Linked DNA regions of Ovis aries: region 1 is linked to region 2. The links are chromatin contacts, called in public Hi-C maps. All regions are on one chromosome and are shown on one strand. Each heading gives the region's core, a stretch centred on a gene start, on an enhancer-like site or on the middle of the called end of the contact. The rest is flanking DNA. Distances are from core to core; before and after follow the strand shown.

What was found. Hi-C and Micro-C count contacts between places; a contact is called where the count stands out from the background.
Region 1: a Hi-C map of liver shows a contact between it and region 2, with 3 times the contacts expected there. The contact joins the promoter of STK17A here to the enhancer-like site in region 2. A contact is called at or near these places in 7 of 16 Hi-C or Micro-C datasets (blood, hypothalamus, liver and 1 more).

The regions. Positions count from the first base shown.
Region 1 is chr4:79,168,281-79,174,770 of ARS-UI_Ramb_v3.0, reverse strand. STK17A (serine/threonine kinase 17a) reads left to right here and starts at 4,761. Exons shown (of 7, transcript XM_027968745.2): 1 at 4,761-5,099. The coding sequence starts at 4,894.
Region 2 is chr4:79,112,322-79,118,027 of ARS-UI_Ramb_v3.0, reverse strand. LOC101118606 (cytochrome c oxidase assembly factor 1 homolog) reads right to left here. Exons shown (of 6, transcript XM_060414798.1): 2 at 4,488-4,539; 3 at 3,036-3,135; 4 at 876-1,024. The coding sequence starts at 3,120. Among named protein-coding and RNA genes, the nearest start is that of STK17A, 55 kb to the left of the region's middle. Within about 2 kb of position 4,242, at least 40 of the 54 cell types and tissues checked have an H3K27ac peak or open chromatin away from gene starts, as enhancers often do. A contact at or near this core is called in hypothalamus and liver, where this site is marked.

The sequences.
Region 1 (6,490 bases), core at 3,512-6,011, 56 kb before region 2:
CTTTTCCAAAATTTTCCTAGCTATTCACATTTGAAAATTCTTCATGATAAACTTTAGGATAATTTTAATAAATTCCAAAATAAATCATTTGGTGATTTATTAGAATTTTGTTAAATATGTTGATTGATTAACAAAGAATTACAGAATCTAAACTCTTCATTGAAAAACATGCTATATATTTCTATTTGTCTTCTTTCTTCTGTCCTAGAAAAATTATGTTCTATATAGCTATAAAGTAAAATGTATGCTTTATGCTTTTTTGTTAGGGTTGTTTCTGCATGTTTTATTTTTCCTTCTATCGCAGATAGAAAATTCCCTTTATTCTCATTCTTTATGTTGTTTTTATTTATGAAAGCTGGTATTTATTTTTATTTTATTTAATCACCTTTTTCTAATTTTTAATTTTCATATTTTCCAGTTGATTCTTCTGGGTAGTCTAGAAATGTCCTGGAACTATCTATATTCAACAATGTTACCTGTTCCTTTGGACCATTGTCGCTCTTCCTTTCCAGCAAGAACCAGTCTGGTCTTCCTGCAACATTAAGTAGGAGTCCCAGGAGCAGGTGTCATCACTGTACCCCTGACTTCAGTTATGATGCTCCTACAAGTTTTAGACATGTCTCATTAAGTTTAGGATATTCCTTTTTATTTCAGGTTGTTCAATTTTTAAAAAATTAACCATGAATGGGTATTGAATATTACAAAATATTTTCCAGTATTTATTAAGTTGATGGAATTTCTTTCCTCCACTAATCTGAACAGGGAGTGAAGCACCCTGAATTGTCCTGGGATAAAATCTACTCTGATATGATGTATATTTTCATACACTGCTTAAATTAACTTCATTTAATATTTTTGAGGCCATGTTTTTCCATCGGTTTGAAAATTTCTGTAAAACAGAAGTTTTTATAAAAAATGAAGTGTAATTTAAATAATGCATATATCCATGCAAGCCAGAGTAAAACTAGGCTATTTCATCACCCCAGAAAATCTCGTTTTGCTCCTTTTCAATCTCCCCCACTCTGAAATCAACCCCTCTTCTGATTTCTATCACCATAAATGAGATTTCCAAGCATTTGTGATTTTATAGAGCTTTCAGTTGTGGTCTTAGTTGTATGCCAAATCAATAGGTAATGTTTGGTTTCTTGCTTAATTTCACTATGATCACAGAACATAGTACTCTGTAGAACTTCAGTTCTTCGAAACTGTTGGAATATGCTTTATGATCCAGTACATAATAAATGTTCTTGCACCAAAAGGATGTATAGCCTGCAGTGTTTTATTTACATAGATTATGTTGTTTGTTCATTGTGTTGTTCAAACTGCTAAAAATGTTTCTTTGCTTTTTTATGTGCTTGTCCAATCACATAGAGGAGTGTTAAAAATCTCAGGTTCTGATTATATTTATTTCTCCTTTTAGTTCTGTCATTTTGCTTTGTATATTTCAATGCTATATTTTTAAGACCATACAAATTTAGAATTTTTATAACTTACTCACAGATTGATCCTTTTGTCATTAAGAAATGTTGCTCTTTATCTCTAGTAATGCCTCTTGCCTTAAAAATCTACTTTGTCTAATATATGCATAACTACACCAATTTTTCTGTTAGCTACTATTTATATGGCATAAATCTTGCTATCCTTTTAATTTCAGCCTTTCTGTAACTTTCTATTTAAGGTGTCTTATTGAAGTACAAACAACTATATCCTGTCTACAACCTTTGCCTTTTAATCTAGGGTATATCAAATTCCATTCAAGTTTGCAGTAACTGCAGTTTTAAAAAAAACAACTTCAGTTTGCTTAAACATATCATCTTACTATGTGTTTTCTACTTGTCTATTCTTACTTTATGACCCTTTGCTTTCTGTTCTTACTTCTTTTGAGTTTTTTATTATCCCATTTCCTCCTCGCCATAAATTTGTTATTCATTCTTTTTCTATTATTTTCATTGCTAATCTAGAGATTATAATATTAATTCTTGATTTATTAAAGCCAGGTACTTTTATGAATTCCCACTCGATGCTAGAACTTTAGCATGTTTTCATTCCATCTCTTTTTTTGTGCTATTTACTCCCTTTCTTCTTTTGTGCTATTATCGTATATATTTTAATTCTATATCTATAAATATTTAAATTCAGAAGACATCATTTTTATTGTTATATACAGTTCCTATTTATTTATATCTAGCCACATATTAATCCCTTTATTCTTCTGCATCCCTTCAGACATTCTCACAATTTTATCTGGGATTACTTTTCCAGCTACGTAAAGAACTCCTTTTCAAATTTCCTTTAATGTAAGTCAGCTGATGATCTTAGTGTTTGTTATAAAAATGGCTGTATTTTACTTTCAATTTTGAAGAACATTTTTACTGGATAGTATATAATCTAGATTGGCAGCTAATTTCTTTTAGCATTTTGAAGATATCTGAAGATAGTTATTCTCCATTGTTTGAGAATAAGCTCTTGATCTTCTGTTGCTCTTTTGCAGATAATATATATCTCCTATATATATATTATATATATAGATAATATATATCTCCTTTCTATAATATATATATCTCCTTTCTCTATTTTTTCAAGATTTTTGTCTTCAGTTCTTAGTAGTTGACTATGATCTGCTTAGGTATGATTTTCTTTTCTTGAAACCCTGCTTAATATTTATAAAGTTTCTTGATTCTATGAGTTGTTGTCCTTCATTAAGTTTGAAGAATTCCTGGCCGCTATATTTTAAAATATTGCTTCTTTTTTCTCTTCCCTCTCCGTCTGATACTTCAGTTATATGTATGTTAGAACATTTTAACACATAGTACCTTATGTGCTTTAGTCTCTTTTCTGAACATTATTTCCTCTTATCTCTCGTGTTTCACTTTGCAAATTTTTTTATCTATTAAGATCCCTAATCAGGTTCACTAACTCTTTCTTAAGCTTCATAGAATCTGTTATTAAACCCATCTATTCAGTCGTACTTTTAGTTTGTGGGTTTTTCCTCCAGTTCTAAAAAGCCCATTTTATTCTTTGGATTTCTCAGTTCTGTGCTGAAATTCTCTATCTTATAATTTAATTTCTTGAAGATATTAAACACAATTATTTAAAATGTCTTTAAAATTCATTATCTGCATCTTCTTCCTGTTTATTACTTTTTCTATTTTCTATCTTTTTCTCTCAGTTTCTAAGATAATTCTTCTTGTGTGCCCCCCTTTTAAATTAAGTGCCCGACATTGTGTATGAAATATTGTAGAGATAATGTTGACCTTGGATGATGGTGTTTTCCTCCAGAGGGGATTTTCTATTGCGTTTTGAAGCTGTTCTTCAGTCCTTGAGAGAGCTTGTCTATTTCCCTTTACCAGTACTCCTAAGATGTAGCACTTTGGGGTGCCAACTACAAGTCTAGAGTGTCTACCAGCTCCTTCTTCTTAGCAGATCCCTAAACTCCAGTTTTTTGTCTCTCCAGCCTGATGAGACACCTAAAAGCCCTGCTTATTTTCTCACCCTTTCAGTCATTGCTTTGGAATTATCAAATGCTTCATGGGAAAGGGGTGCCATTCTGGGATGCCCTTCTTGTCTGGATCTCAGTGATTCAAGTTCTTGCTGCTTTTGAAACTCTCTGATGTTTCAAGTAGAGGACTATCTGATTTGGAAAAATTTGCCAACTTTCTCAGTGAGAGTATTGATCACACATAGACTAACTCATCATTGCCAGAAGCAAAACTCTGAGGAATGACATGATCTAATTTAGATTTTTTAAAAGATCACTCTGGTGGCCTCAAAAATAAGTGATGTGGAATTGAGGAGGAAGAGGGATGGTAGCAGATAGCCTAGTTAGGGAGCTATCACAATAATCCAGACAAAAGAGAATGGTAGTTGTGGTCATGGGGAAATGGAGAGGAGTGATCAGATTCTGGATATGTTTTGAAGGTAAAGCCAAGAGGATTTCTTACAAAATGGATGAGGGGTATGAGAGAAAGAGAGGAGTCAATGTTGACCCCAAGGTCTTTGGCTTGAACCACTGGAAGGATGGAAATAGCATTTACTGAGGTGGGGAAACTTGGTGGGACTGAATTTATGAAGGATGATCAGGAGATGACTTCTGCTGGTTAAATTTGAAATGCTAATTTGTTATCCAACTGGTGATGCCAAGTGTATACTTCAATATATGAGTGTGAAGTTCAGAGAATGGTTGGAAACTAGAGATAAAAATTTTGTAGTCGTGAGCATACGGATGTAATTAAAACCTCAAGACCGGATGAGAGCACCTTGAAAGTTAAATATAGAGAAGACTGTAGGGCTGGTATGCGGGTTTAAAAATATTTATCCATCTCTTGCCTTCATGTCCTCCTCTCAGTGTGGGAATGTACCAGATGCCCCAGGCAACTTCCACGTGCTGTACAGCAGCCCTGATCAGCCCTGATCATCACCTCTCCTGACCCGCCCAAGGGAAGGGATCGTGAAGCTCTGGCTGGTAGCTCCTACGCATTTTCATTAATGTAGGGCTCAGATTTGCAACACTCAGATGCTTAGCAGGTGCGTAACTGGCTGACGCAGCGGGTCCTCCAGTCAGAAGGGTGGTGCTGTGAGTCGCCTGCAGATTGTCGGGGCCGGCTGCCGGGCCCCCCGCCAGGCTGCACCTTCTCCCCCTCAGCTGCAGAGGGCGCGCGCGAGGCACGCGGCCCTCAGGAACCCACTGGAGCTCCCCGGGGGGCAGGGGAGAGGCGGGGCCGGACGTGGGGCGGAGCCAGGCGGCCTGGAGGCAGCCGGCCGCAGTCTGTGCGCAGCTCCGGGCAGAGCGGGTGGCATCCTCGCGCCGGCTCGGGGCAGCTGGAGGCGGGGCCGTTACCCGCCGGGAGCTCCGAGCGAGCCGGGTGGCAGGCAAGAAAAGCACGCCCGAGCGCCATGATTCCTCTCGAGAAGCCGGGCAGCGGCGGCTCTTCCCCGGCCGCCGCCTCCGGCTCGGGTCGGGCTGGCCGGGGTCTGGGCACGCCGCGCCGGCCGCCGCCCCCGACCCAGGCCCGCGGGCTGCTGACGGAGATCCGCACCGCTGTGCGCACCGAGCCCTTTCAGGACGCCTACACCCTGACCCCGGGCCGGGAGTTGGGCAGGTGAGGCCGGCGGGCGCGCGCAGATAAGTGCGGGAGGCCGGCCGGCGCGGGGGCAGATAGCGCGTCGGGACCGGGTACAGACGTGGGTGCGGGCGGCGATTAGGGCGGCGGGGCCCCCCGGCCACGAGTCCACGCGCGGCTTCCTCCAAAGCCGTGGTAGCGGCCATGAGAAAGGCTGCCGCCAGAAGCTAGACCCCTTCCTCTTTTTGCTGTGGGCGTTTCAGCCTCTGTGGTCCCCTGTACGGTAACTTAACGAGGTGGCGTGGGAACCACGCTGCAAATCTTTCCCCGCGGCAGCGAGTCTGAAGTCAGCACAGGTGTGGAGTCAGCTTTGGTCTTGCCTGCGAACTTGTGGGTTCCTGCTTCTCTCTCTGTGGCTGTGATAGAGGAGCGCAGAACCCCGAGCGTAACAGCTTCTTGCGCACCAGCCCTGGGCCAGTTTCCGTCAACCGCTTTCTGCTGACTTCAGTTGCGATTTCTTGGGTTTGTGCTGTTTGCGTTCTGAAATATTTAGGTCCGTGTGCTTTAAGTTCAGATCGGTTTCACTTGTGGACTCTGGGCCCTTCCTTGTCTGACTCTTTCTACGCAGTGATACAGCCCTTGCCTTTTCTTCCCCATCTCGTTGTTGTTTTGTAGGGGTAGGGAGAGCTTAGAATTTGGTCTGTTTTTAAAATCGCAAAAGGTGAAGGCTGTTGGGATACTTTACGTCTTGTACGTTGAAGAGGGGTCACAGTGTGATAGGTTTTGTTGTTTAGTCGTAAATCATGTCCGACTCTTTTGTGACCCCATGGACTGTAGCCCACCAGGCTCCTCTTGTCCATGAGATTTCCCAGGCAAGAAAAGTGGAGTGGGGTATTGCCATTTCCTTCTGCAGGGGATCTTCCCGACCAGGGATTGAACCAGCATCTCCGTGCAAGCGGATTTTCCTTTCTTTCTTTCTTTTTTATTGCTGACCGACGGGGGAACAGTAGAGGTTTGGGGACCGACTTTTTCTCTGAGAACAGTTTGAAGAAATTGTCAGAAGCACTGGCTTTGGGGTCAGACCCGAGCTCAGATCCCCACTCTGCTTGCTCTGTGTGCCTTTGGACGGTGACTTAGTCTCCCCAGCTTCACGTTTCCCACCCATAATATCAATATAGTGACAGTACCTCCCTCATGGGGGTGTTGAGAAGGTGCAGGGGCTGTATAGGCCAAACCACTGGTCCTGGCACACAGCATTTGATAAGTGTTAGCAGGTGCTGCAGACATCTATCAAGTTGGCAAAATCTCACCATGTAATGGGGAATGGGCCTGACAGTTATAACAGTCTTCATTTGAGGGTCTTGGAAAAAAGTCTTATAACAGTGATTACAACGTTAAAAACAAGCCGCCTTACGAATATTACGGTAACC
Region 2 (5,706 bases), core at 2,993-5,492:
ATAAATTCAACTAGACATCAATTGAAAGTTTTTTTAAACCACTATTTTTAGCAGAATACTTGAGCACAAATTGCTTTTGTAGTTAGAATTCCAACAAAACTGTTCCTGTTCAAGTTAATAAAACAACAAGAACAAAAATAAACTAGGTCAGATCAGCTCACTCTTATCCTCCAAATACTCCAGGCCTTCTGCTTGTCGCAGAATCGAACGCGCAGCTCACAGGATGACATCACAGCCCTTTCACTGCCTCACTCAGCCCATTCTCCCAGCCACACCTCCTCTGAGAACACACTGGCAGAGGGAACCACAGCCATAAACTCCTCAAAGTCGTCTCTGTATTCCCCACACAACTGAGAATCATTCCTCTAACATATTAGACAGAAGGAAAAAAATGCTTTTTATATTCAGTTGAGTTTTATCAGTTGAACTATAAAAGTGAGATATAGCTGAAAAAATTTACTGGCATTGCATGGAAGCTTTTACATTTAAAACTGGAGTTTAAAGAGTTTCTAGATTTGAATGATCACTGATTAGCTGTAGGGTATATTTCAAGTCCAAAACTGAAATACTGGCAAACCACCACTGATCATTTCTCGACAACCTTCAGTTCAAGATGTTGACCTGAGCACAAATAGGTTTTTCCTTGCCACATCAATTCCCCGGAAAGGAAGAAAACTTATGTGCAAGTTAAATAATCCACAATGCTTTTTTTTTTTTTTAAGGTGCTAAGTAACACCTAGTGGCAGTTTTACATAGTGGATTTTCCCATCTCACACCTTTTTCTCCAGCTTGTTCCAAGACCCTTTCCAGATCACAGCAGGCCTTCCTCAACCCAGTAGGCACCCAGCCTACAGTTCGCAGTGGGAGCAGGTTACCTTTGCATCGGCGATGTCCACAAAGTTGTACTTGTCGGTGAGTCGGAGGTAGTGAACATTGAGAGGGGTGCCCAGAGCTTCCAGTGCCTCAGGGTGGCTGTGCAGCTGCTCCAGGGCCAGCTGGTAATAAGAAGCTCTGGAAAACATTTCTAAGTGGAAAACAGAGGGGTTACATGTATTTCCTTTACTGAACTTGTAGAAAGTTAAATGACACAATTCATGTACAGCATGGAAAATAGAAACAAACATGAAATCAACAGGTGGAATTATTACGGTCTATCTAATCTGTCCATTTTAGAGACACTAAAACATAGGAAGTCAGCATCTGTAGAGGCATGGCAGGTGACCTTGAGCAAGGTATTTGATCTTTCTGTGTCATTTCCTCACCTCATTCACTGCCCGTTGTCTTCACGTAAGGCGTCTGCTCAGACCTTCTCTAACTTTCTATTTCTATGTCCTGTGATTCCATGACTTGCTCAGTGACACGGCTAATCTGAAGCAGAGTTGGGGCCAGGATCTAACTTGATTTCTGAACATTACTCCTTCCACTAAGAGGAAGGTTCTGATAAACCAGCAAAATACAGAGAGACTGCACCACCAAAAACAAAACCCTTAGACCAATAGGACATGAAAATGCTAACTTGTCAAGTTTACAGATTTATGCCAACATTTCATGTAGATAAACTGCTCTCAGCCTCAGGTATCCTTGGCCCAAAGGCTACTGGGAACTCCAGGAAGCACTTCCCTGAAAGCATCAGGTACAAGAAGCCTCCCCAGGGAGAGACCAAAGGAAGCTAGGCTTCTCAAGTATGGTGGTCAGTGTGGCTACAAGAAAGACTTGTAGGCCAGATCACAGTAATGGACGGGAAAGGCAGCTTGGGCCTGGAGAGGTCGAGGAGAATGCCCTTCCAGGATGGCCTCCCAGGAGAGGGCTGCAGGCGTGAACGAGGTCTCAGCCATGACAAATGGAGGAGCAGAGGTGGCAATCCAGACCACCTTCCCTGAGCAATTCCTCCGTATCCCACAAGCTGCGAGACGGATTTAATGTTTGCAACAACCTCGCACGGAGGCCTTAGATATTACCCCTCATCACATAGATAACTCAGGCCCAGGAAGAAAACAGACTCCCCCATAAGGTCACACAGCTAGGCCAGAGTTGGGAGTTGTGATTCAGCCCAGGCAGTTGGTCGCAGAGCCCACTGGACTATCACTATCAGCTGACCCCAGCTCGCTCAGAAGGAAAGGCTGCCAGGCCCTCAACCTGAAAATGCATTCATTCCTGTCACGTTCTGCCTCCGTTGCTCTGGCAGAGGGGCAGGGGTGCTGAGCTATTCCAGTCTGAATCATCCCTGGGAATGCTCATCTCTGGCCACCTCGAAACCCAGAGATGTCTGGGTCAGCCCTGAAGGAAGGTGGGGAGGAGCCAGTGGAGGGGCTGACGCTATCTGCCTGGCTGTGGGTGATGCTCATGTCAGGGCGGGAAGTAACAGGGTGAGGAGCCAAGCAGGGCAGGCATAAAAGACCTTCAAAGAAAGTCAGTCTTTTTCTGCTGCTGCTTCGCAACCAGTAGCACTGAAATGCCCTTAAATGTCTCAGCTGCTCACAATAATCATGGTCTAGCTTTACAAATTCAAATTTAGGTGCAGTGGGGCTGGAAGCCACATCTGTCAGGATTTTGCCAGCCTGGACTCTGCTTTTATCTTCTGCTCCTGCCCCAGTCCCCAGCTCAAGGTGTCCCGTCAGCCACTAAATGAACAGCAGAGAATTGGCAGGGTAAACAGGCTGAGGACACTGGAGAAAGCCAGTTTTCCACACCTGGGAACCATCTGGTAGCCCCCTTTCCTTTGTTCTTTACATAATCTCAGAAATCTTGATGGATCCCCTGCGTGTGCACAGGGGTGAAAGCCCATCTTGCTTCTTCAAGGCTTCTTATGCAAATGAGTCCTGTTCCTTTTATTTGTTCTTGTGGCTCCTGGGAAAACTGGGATTATAGGATGAGAAGGAAGCTATAGCCAATGGAATGGTGTACTAGCTGCTCAAAATAGCCCTTTCCTTCTTTCTCTAATCTACTGAAAGCATCTGAAGTATTTCCTTCGATGAAGGAAGGGGCCAAGAGAACTAAGAGGCGGCCTTGCCGTGGGCGCTTCACCAGATACTTACTCTGGACCAGGTAGTACACAATGGCGCCGCCCCCACTAGCTGCCACTCCAGCGAAAAAGATCTGTTTCCCCAGAGGCATTGGCATCCTGCTTCCTAGAGACTTGGGAACAAAAGATGTGAATTTATGGTGAGATTCAGGTTTGCGCCAAGGTTTCTGCCTGGATTGGGCCCCATGGGGAAGGGAAAGCTAAGGAGGAAGCCAGAAAAGGAGGCAAGGCCGCCTTCCCTTTCAGAAGGCCGGGGCCAGTTCTGGAGCCCAAGTGAAAGTGCCCTCCGGAGGGTGGCCTGCATTCAGGACCAGGGCCACAGGGGCAAGGGCTGAGCACAGAGCAGGCATTCAGCCCTGCGGTCCTGATGGACAGAATGTGGCCCACGTGCCAAGTCCCACACAGCCAGGAAGCACAACCACTTTGTCTCACGCCAGCTGGTAAACAGGAAGCTTCTCCCCTTGTGGCAATAGCTGGTCTTGTAAGACTACAAGCGGGCCAGAGCAGTCACTGGCTGCTTTCTTTCATATTTTGAGAAATACCCCACCCCCTGGATAAGGAAACTGGCCATGACTTTCAGGCTGAATGAAGAGATGGAGAGGAGCCAGCTCTGCAAGTTCAGTGCACCAAACCCACTGCACAGGACTCAGATCAGCGAGTGTCTCCACTAACCAACCTGAGTCAAGGTGAACACATTCCCACCGTCTGCTCCTCCACCTTCCAGGGGATGGAGAGTAAGAACAGCTGCCTGCCTATCATTTCTGCAACCTGAAGGTAAATGAATCCTGAAGGTTCAGAAGAAGGCCTATTGGAGAAAGTTCCTCATGTAGATACTCTTTCTGGGAACTGGTCATTAAACACACCCCCTGACAGTGCTGAAGTTGACCAGTTCTACACAGAAATGTCAAACTCAGGGTTTAGATAAATCGAATTAAAAAAGATGAAGTTTCAGATCATCCCTATATTGTTTACTCATATACTGTTTTGTTCAATTAAGGAAAGGGCACCAAAACTCCAAATCAGTGTCCTCCAGTGCCGTGGGAGTCTCTGCTGTGCTCTCTGGTAGGTAAGGATATTTCTCAAAGTGGAGGGTAAACTCAATTACAGTAGTGTGATCCGGGAAAAAAAAAACATTTAGTCTCATGATGAAAACAGGCAGAGCATCTCCAAAGAATGCATTAGTCAGATCTTGCTTAACGTGAAGGAGAGCTCAACAGGGTGTGGCGGTGAGCAGGAGTCATGCACAGCTTCCTATACAGCTGTCGTTTCTCAAGCAAGCCCAAGACAGGAGGAAAAGTCCAAAGCAATTCAGATAAGTCCCACCACACCCCTGACGTGGTCTTGCAGCCAGCCACAAGTGAACAGTGAGGACCCGGGGAACCCGGGGAGAGACATCCATCTACTGTCTAACTTGAGGACACCAGGAGGCATCAGATGGGGAGCTAGGCCCCAGAACAGTCATTACCTTTGCCACTTCGTAGCCCAGTTTCCTTGAAAACCATCTAAGGAAGGTTGCCCTGCAATCAGACAAAAACTTTACATTAGAATAACTTTCTCAGGGAATTCCCTGGTGGTCCAGTGGGTAAGCCTCCGGGCTCTCACTGCCAAGAACCTGAGTTCAATCTCTGGTCAGGGAACTAAAATCCGACAAGCTGCTTAGTGCAGTGAATGAATTAATGGATATATAATCACTTTCTCAAATACAATTTTCTTTGGTGGATAGTTTTACATAGCTAAGACTTATTACCAGTCTAAGCTTTGGAGAAGTTAAGTTCTAAAATGAGCCTTATCTGGTTTTCCCCTCTTTCTCTTTCGCTATATTAAGAAGAAAAAACAAAGCCTGCTGGTTTCCTGTCAGCATACTGTGCATGCTCTCTGGCAGCAAACCAGAAACTGGTGCGGGCAAGAGAGGGTTCAACCTCAGCACACACAACGCGGCCAGTCCGCAGCTACTGACAGGGCATGTTTATCCATGTAAGCTGTGCTCCATGGATTAAAACAGCTTTTCGGGGTTAAAAGGAAACAGAAATATAGTGAGTGTCTATGTTGCCTTTAATGGTGCTGCTAACAGCTACTACTCATATCTCTTACTATTTACTATCTGCCTGGTGATATTCTAAAGTGAAAGGAAAGTGAAGTCACTCAGTCTTGTCTGACTCTTTGCGACCCCATGGACTGTAGCCTACCAGGCTCCTCTGTCCACGGAATTTTCCAGACAAGAATACTGGAGTGGGTTGCCATTTCCTTCTCCAGGGGATCTTCCCGACCCAGGGATCGAATCCGGGTCTCCCGCATTGTAGACAGACGCTTTACCGTCTGAGCCAGCACTGCACATATATTAATCCATTGAACTCTCACTACAACCCCAGGAAGTAGAGGAACAAACTATTGTTAAAAAGATTAAGTAAAATGCCCAGAATCTCACAAATAAGTGTGTGAGTGGTAGCCCTGGGATTCAGACCCAAGTAGTCCAGCTCCAGGAGCTGTGTCTTCACCTACCACAGTCCACTGACTAAGGTATCTGTCATTTCAGAAATACTGAGATGTGTGTGGGGGGGGGGGGGGGGGGGGGAATACATCTCAGCATTATAACATATTCATCACATTCAGTGCAAAAGCCTTGTCAAGTGTGCTTTCCCTGCTATTTTTCAGATAACAGCATGGCGTGAATTCACACTTTTGTT